2 separate regions of the Capra hircus genome follow, and region 2 is linked to region 1. A link is a contact called in public Hi-C data. All regions are on one chromosome and are shown on one strand. Each heading gives the region's core, a stretch centred on a gene start, on an enhancer-like site or on the middle of the called end of the contact. The rest is flanking DNA. Distances are from core to core; before and after follow the strand shown.

The links. Hi-C and Micro-C count contacts between places; a contact is called where the count stands out from the background.
Region 2: a contact with region 1 is called in a Hi-C map of blood, with 2.3 times the contacts expected there. The contact joins two enhancer-like sites. A contact is called at or near these places in 2 of 5 Hi-C or Micro-C datasets (both in blood).

What each region holds. Positions count from the first base shown.
Region 1 is chr2:16,334,891-16,338,440 of ARS1.2, reverse strand. No RefSeq gene overlaps it. Among named protein-coding and RNA genes, the nearest start is that of PTMA, 25 kb to the right of the region's middle. Within about 2 kb of position 1,495, at least 1 of the 5 cell types and tissues checked has an H3K27ac peak or open chromatin away from gene starts, as enhancers often do.
Region 2 is chr2:16,378,966-16,382,181 of ARS1.2, reverse strand. All of the region lies in intron 2 of LOC106503414 (a long non-coding RNA gene), which reads left to right. Among named protein-coding and RNA genes, the nearest start is that of C2H2orf57, 13 kb to the left of the region's middle. Within about 2 kb of position 1,566, at least 4 of the 5 cell types and tissues checked have an H3K27ac peak or open chromatin away from gene starts, as enhancers often do.

The sequences.
Region 1 (3,550 bases), core at 246-2,745:
CATCTGGGAGGGAGAGCCGGGGCCATCTGCTCCCCAGGCTGCGGGCTCAGGGAGCAGAACTGGCTACAGGAAGGCCTTCCAAGCACCAGCACGCAGGGTTCCCCAGGCCGCCCGCCCTCCTCTGGGAACGGGCTCCCAGGGGTCACGGATGGGTGCTGAGTGCATTGAGGAAGAGATGGGTTTCAAGACCTTTGCACAGTGCAAGCCCCTGGGAATTGGTGAGGAGGGGCAGGAACAAGGCCAGAAAAGGAGGGTCAGTCCCCACGGGAAGATGGGGGGGGTCCACCCCCACCTTCTTCCTTCCCCTGCCTGATGGAGGACACCGCAAACAACCTTGAACCCAGACTACCTGGCCTTTTCAAAGCTCTTTCGGGCCCTGGACTGGAGAAGGAAATGGCAACCCACTCCAGCATTCTTGCCTGGAGAATCCCAGGGACGGAGGACACTGGTAGGCTACAGTCCACAGACCCGACTGAGGGACTTCACTTTCACTTTCGGGCCCTGGAGGTCCCCATTTTACTGAAACTCTTCTTTTCCACCCAAATCGATGAGCCTCGGTTCTTGGGAGGAGTTGGAGTCCCCCTGAAGAGCCGAGTGAGGGCCTCAGGGGGAAAAAGAAGGCACAGGGGATGGTTACAGACTGGAGGGCCGGTCTCGGTCTCGGGGCCCTGTCCCCTGGGGGCTCTGGCCTGTGACCGCCCCCAGCTGGGAAGCCACGCTCCCTTCCCCACCCCCACCCTCCAGGCCCCAGAGAAAAGAGAGCCCCTCCCCAGAGGGCACCTCTCTTCCTGCTTCTGTCACCTGCCGGCAGCTGGAACCCCTGTCCCCAATGAGGAAGCAGAGGTGACCCTGCTACTGTGCTGGCTCCCTTCCCTGCCCCACCCCGCTGGGCACTTGACTCCACATGGATCCTCAGTGGCGGCCCCCTCCCCCAATACTGAAGCCATCAAGTCCCTCCCCTGTTCGTGGGAGTGCCCCGAGCCCACCTGTCCCTTGGCTTCCTTCCCCCACAGCCACCCTCCAGAAAGAGATGTCCACACCCACCTCCACTTCCTCCTGCCTTCCTCATTCCTTAGCCCGTGGCCACCCCGGGGCGATTCAGAGCCTGGTCTCCTCAGCGCTGTGTCCCCCTTGCCGAGCTTTTCTTCCCTCCTCTCCCCCCGTCCTTCCTGTCTGCCCCAGCAGGTCCCTCTGTCTGCCTGGGTCAGAGTTCTCCCCCAAAAGTGGCAGAAGTTTGGGGGGGCCGGGGACCTGGGCACTGACATCAGACACCCAGGGTACCAAGAGGCTTCCTGGCCTAGCAGCTGGGCGGCCTTGGGCAGTTCCTTCTTCCTCTGTGCCCTGGTCTCCTCAGCTGTCAAGTGGGGAGGACAACACAGAGGTGACCCGCCAGGTCCCGCGAGGGTCTGGAAGCACTGGCCTTCCCTCCGTCAGGAGCCAGCCCAGGGCGGCTGCAGCTCAGAGAGAACGCTGAGCTCTGCCTGCCGGAGCCCGGAGCAGCCCGGCACAGATACGCTCAGGGACAGCCACGGCCAGATAACCAGGCGAGGTTTCACTGAGGCCTCCCCAGGGGGTCAGGTCAGGCAGGCTGGCTGACCTGGGGCTCCCAGCCATCTGAGGAGTCACACCCGCGCTCACACTCTCTGTGTCACTCATTCCTGAGCCATTTTAGGAGCGGCAGTGATCCAGGACACCTTGTTCTCCCCTCGGCTGCCACTGCTCCTGAGGAGGTCAAATCCCCCCAGCCTCGCCCACCATGAGCCCAGAGGCCCCTGGAGCCTAAGAGGTGGAGGCTGGCAGCAGATAGTTAACCCCCTGGCCTGGCTCCTGGAAGAGATGCCTCTTAGGGCACTTAGCTTCCTACTCTGTTCCTGGACTTTCCTCAGCCCCCAAAGCAGCTGGCACCCCTTCCCTCTTCACAAATAACCCCCTCCAACTCCTTCTGACCAGAGGGGACACAGGGCTCCCCCAGGTGGCCAAATGTGCCAAGGCCGGAAGCTGGGGAGTGTGCAAGGACTCCCTTCAGATACCTTGTCCCTTTAGCCTGATAAATACATCTGCCTGGTCAGACCAGGTGTTCCAGTTTGAGGTTTGGAAAATCAGGTCACCTGGATGTGTGCTCACCGCTGTAGCTGTAGGAAACAAGCACTGTGTGTGGTCCAGGTATAAACTACCCTTAGCTGGGCTGCGGGCAATTGCTGACAGCCATTCCAAACACGGGTGAAGGACTGTCTGCAGGGGCTGGCCTCACACCCTGCTTCGTCATGGGTCACAGGACACGGGGATGGGAAGCCCAGCTAGAAGCCAAAAGCACACTGGAACCAGTAATCATCACCGTTTATCACGCGCCTTTGGTGTGCCTTTCATCATGTTCCAGGCCTTCTATCCTTCATCTCTTTGCTTCTCACAACAACATAGGAAATGGTTGTTATTATTATCCAAATGTAGCAGATGAGAAAACTGAGGCTCAATGAATTTAAATCCCTTGTTTAAAATCACCCAGCTAGGGGAAGCCTGAATTTGAACTCAAACATGCCTGACTCCAAATTCCTTGCTCTTATGCAAGCTGGCCTATGCACAGGAAGACGACGTGGCAGAGTAACGAGGTATGAGTGTGCTCATGAGTGAGGGTGTACAGCTCCTTCCCACACCAGGAGCACACCCAGCAGGTGCTCAGCAGAAGTAAGTGGCACTGTGACAGGCCAGCTATACAGGCGCGGTGAATACATAAATATGAGAGAAAGGGACAGTTAAGCCAGCTTCCTGCCCAGGTGTGCACAGAGGCCCAGAGTGACCCAGGAGCTGCTTGTGTGCAGGACAGCTCAGAGCTTGGGTATTTGTCTTTCTAGAACATACACCCCTGGACACTGTGCAGGACACTGACGTCCAGAAAGTTCCAGTGACTGGCTGCAGTCTGCCCTTGGCTCAGTGCCAACTGAAGCCTAGCTTCTAAACCCTGGCAGGCGTTGGTGACAGCCACACGAAAGCTGGGGACACACACATGAACACAGGCTTGGTCACACACGCCCCGCTCACACATATATCTTCTGAAGACAGAACCTCTGCCACCATCGGTTCTCTGCAGACACAGTTGAACTCTTGGCCTCTTGGACACATAGTGTAGCTTACACTGACAAGTGTACACACACACACACACACACACACACACACACACACACACAGAGCTGTCAGACAAGAAGGAAAAAAGGTCAAGCTGGCTAGGGGCTGTGAATCTCTGGGACCACGTATAAATTCGTGCCTAAGCCCTGGGATCAACCCCCTAGGTCGCAGTCTGTCCTCAGTCATGGCTTCCCATCATCCCGGGTTTTGAGACTGCTTTCGGCCTTCCTATTTGTTTTTTTTTTTTTTTGGTTTTATTTTTTTTTTTTTTTAAATTTTAAAATCTTTAATTCTTACATATTTGTTTTAACGGATGGGCCAAGGCGTGAATGCCCAGAATGACCACCAGGGGGCGCACGAGCACTGACTAATCCTTTTCAGCCTAGCCTTCCAAAACCTTTGCCATCCATTCTTAAATAGTCTTAAGCAC
Region 2 (3,216 bases), core at 317-2,816, 44 kb before region 1:
AACTGAAGAAAGTAAAATATCTTGGCCAAGGCCCAGAGCATCACTTGTTTAAAGCATCACTCTGGCTACCGGGAGGAGAATGGATTCACCACAAGCATCCCCTTTGGCACGTTAGCCCTTTGGCCCAGTTGCTAGGTTTTAACCTCCATTTGTGCGAGATAACTAATCTGCCACTTGAGGCTGGAACCCAGCCCTTGGACTGTTTGGATCCCTGCACAGCCTTGCACTGACTGTGTGTGTTAGTCGCTCAGTCATGTCCAACTCTTTGAGACCCCATGGACTGTAGCCTGCCGGGCTCCTCTGTCCATGGAGTTCTTCAGGCAAGAATACTGGAGTGGGTTGCCCTTCTCCCTGACCCAGTGGATCTTCCCTACCCAGGGATCGAGCCCAGGTCTCCTGCACTGCAGTTGGACTCTTTACCTTCTGAGCCACCAGAGAAGCCTTGCACTGAGTAAATACTCAATGAACATTTATGGCTCACAATCTACTGACACTTCTGTTTCTGCAGTGATCTCTGGGAGCCTTGCTTCTCAGACCAGCATCAGCACCACTTGGGAGCTTGTAGGAAATATAGAATCCCAGGCCCCACACAGACCTCCTCAGTCAGAATCTGCAGTTTAATAAGGTCTCGCAGAAATTTGGATACGTGGGAAAGCTTGAGAAGCACTTCTGGTGAGTAGGATAACTAGAGGAAGTGTGGTAAGTGGGAAGTGAGCCAGGGGGCAAGCCCAGATGTATATAGAGGGCTCACTGCAGGGAGGGGAGGTGTTATCCCTTAAGAGTGCTGCTCACCCTGAGTCACAGAGTCTTGAGAAGAGAAGGGACCAGTAATAAAGCTCTTAGTGGGTATTTTCTATGTCCCGGACACTGGTTTCTCCACCTTTTATATCCAGTAACTAATTCAGTGTTCACAATAGTCCTATAAAGTGGGATCACTGTGTCCTTACAGAAGATAGAGAAACCGAGGTGAGGGTGAGATTGTTCCAGAATCTTCAGCAGGTACACACATTTGCTGTACCTGGTGTTTAGGGCAGGATCTGTTCTGATTGGTCGCTGCCTGTCCTACTGGTTATTCAATGTTTTGAGCGTCGCCCTGGTTACACAGCTGGATGGAGGAGGCAGGATCCAAACCAGCCCTCTGGTGCTGGAGCCACGCCCCAAACCAGGATCCTCTATCCATCTAGGGCCGTCACCACCCAGAAACAGCACACCTCAGGGACGAGTAATGTGTGTCAAAGTGCTATGTAAGCTGTAAAGCACAGTGTAAATGCCAAATGGATTCCTCCGGGACAGAAGTGAGAGGAGCCTGTTAAAAATGGAGAAGCAGGGCTGTGAGAAGGCAGACCAGAGGCTGCTGCGGCGAAGCAGAATTCTCTCTGGTTGCTCAACGGGGTAGCTGAAGCAAGATGGAAAAGCCTCCCTGAGTGGAGCCCCAGGATCAGCCCATGGAAGCTGTAAATTGCCAGAGGCCCCATCAGGCACCAAAAGCAGGGTAGCCCGCGTGAGTCCTCCTGGAATAACCGAGCCCTCCCGATATTTACCACGAGGGGGCGCTGCTCCCCAGCCTACGTCCCACTGGACCCCACCTGCTCGCAGGAAATTAGGCCTTGGAAGGAGTCCTGGTGAGCAAGCTCCAGGGGCTTTGAGAAGTGGAAAAGGCAGGCAGGATGGAGGGAGCCTACGGAGGAGCTCTTGTTCCCACTTTACAGATGAGGAATCTGAGGTCCAGAGATGTCGGATCAGATCCCCCAAACCAGGAAGTTAGGGAGAGGCCGGGTCTTGGTCATTTGATTCCAACCTCAGTTCCCAAGGAGACCACAAGTGGCTGCCAGCTCCTCTGACCCTGTCCTGTCGCTGGTGTGCCTGTATTCTGTATTCTGGGAGGTGGCTGGAACTCCCAGCACAACTGTATTCCCACAATTCCAACAGCCAGACCTCAGAAAGACAGCCCTGTTCCTGAGTTTTTTGAGGTGGTGGGCTCCCTGCCCTCCGGGCTTCAAGAACCCCAACCTGCCACTCCAACCTAGCAGCCTCCCCACTCAGGCAGAACCTGAAGTCTCTTCTCCAGAATCTGGCTCTGGGCCCCCCAGAATTATGTCCTCTTCCACGCCCCCTCCCCACCCAGGGACCCCCATGAGTTCACGTTTGCACCCTGGCGCCCCACTGCAGGCAGAAGCACAAACAAGGGGACGTTTGAGCCTGTGGCTGGGGCCAAATCAGGCAACAAGGTTTTTATTCCTCCGCTCCCACCAACTCCTTTTATGGTCTCTGGGTCCAGTTCCTCCTTCATAATAAGTCGTTAACTGGAAAGGCCTCAGAAGTCACTGAGCCCGACTCCAGCCAACACTTTCCTTTTCTAAAGAGAAAAAAAAGTCTTTATGCCTCCCCGTCTCCAGGAGGGTTCCTAAGACCAGGACCGGCAGGCAGCATCCTGAATGGGAGGGAAACTCTAGCCCTGAGATGGGATCCTGGCACACACTTGTAAAGTAGGGGGAAGGGGGGACCCTAACCTCGGCGTCAGATTCGGTCCTCACCTCTAGCTCCTGAGGTTCTGTCACCGGCCCTGGGGGCCGCCAAAGGAGCATCTAATCCGCCCCGCCCGGTAGGACGCTTTCCTTCCCTCTGTCCTGGGAGCCGGAGTCAGCTCGCGTGTCAGGGAGCACGTGCGTGTATATGATCATGTGTGTACAGAGGCGTGTGAGCCGCCGCACACGCGTCCGCGCCCTGGCCTGGGGGTGGGGGGGGAGGTGTCTGTGCGCGCCCCCTAGGGGCCGGCCACCACCCGCTGCCGCAGCTGCCCAGTGGCCGTGTACAGTCCGCGTGTACCCGGCGCGCACCAGGCCGGCCACCCTCCCGCCCCGGCTGAGAGCACGAGGGTATGCTGGCGGAGCCAGGATGCGCGCCGCCCCCGGAGCCAGGGTACTTCTGGTTCTTGGTTCCCAGGCCGCCCCTTCCCGCCCGGCATTCTCTGTTTTCCCGGGTCTCCCCCTCTGCCTGCGAGGAGCGCTCCCGGGGCGGGATCCGAGAGCAGCCCCGCCCGGGCGGGCCGGCTAGGGTGGCGGGGCGGTCTGGCGCGCGCCGCCCCTCCCCTGTCGCCCCTGCCCCGGCGCACCGATGGGTTTTTCCATGACTGCATCCGGCCGCGGGCCGTCTTTGTTCCCGCCATCCGCGGCCGTGCCTGCGAGCTGGCCCGTCTCTCCCCCGCGCGCCGGGGTT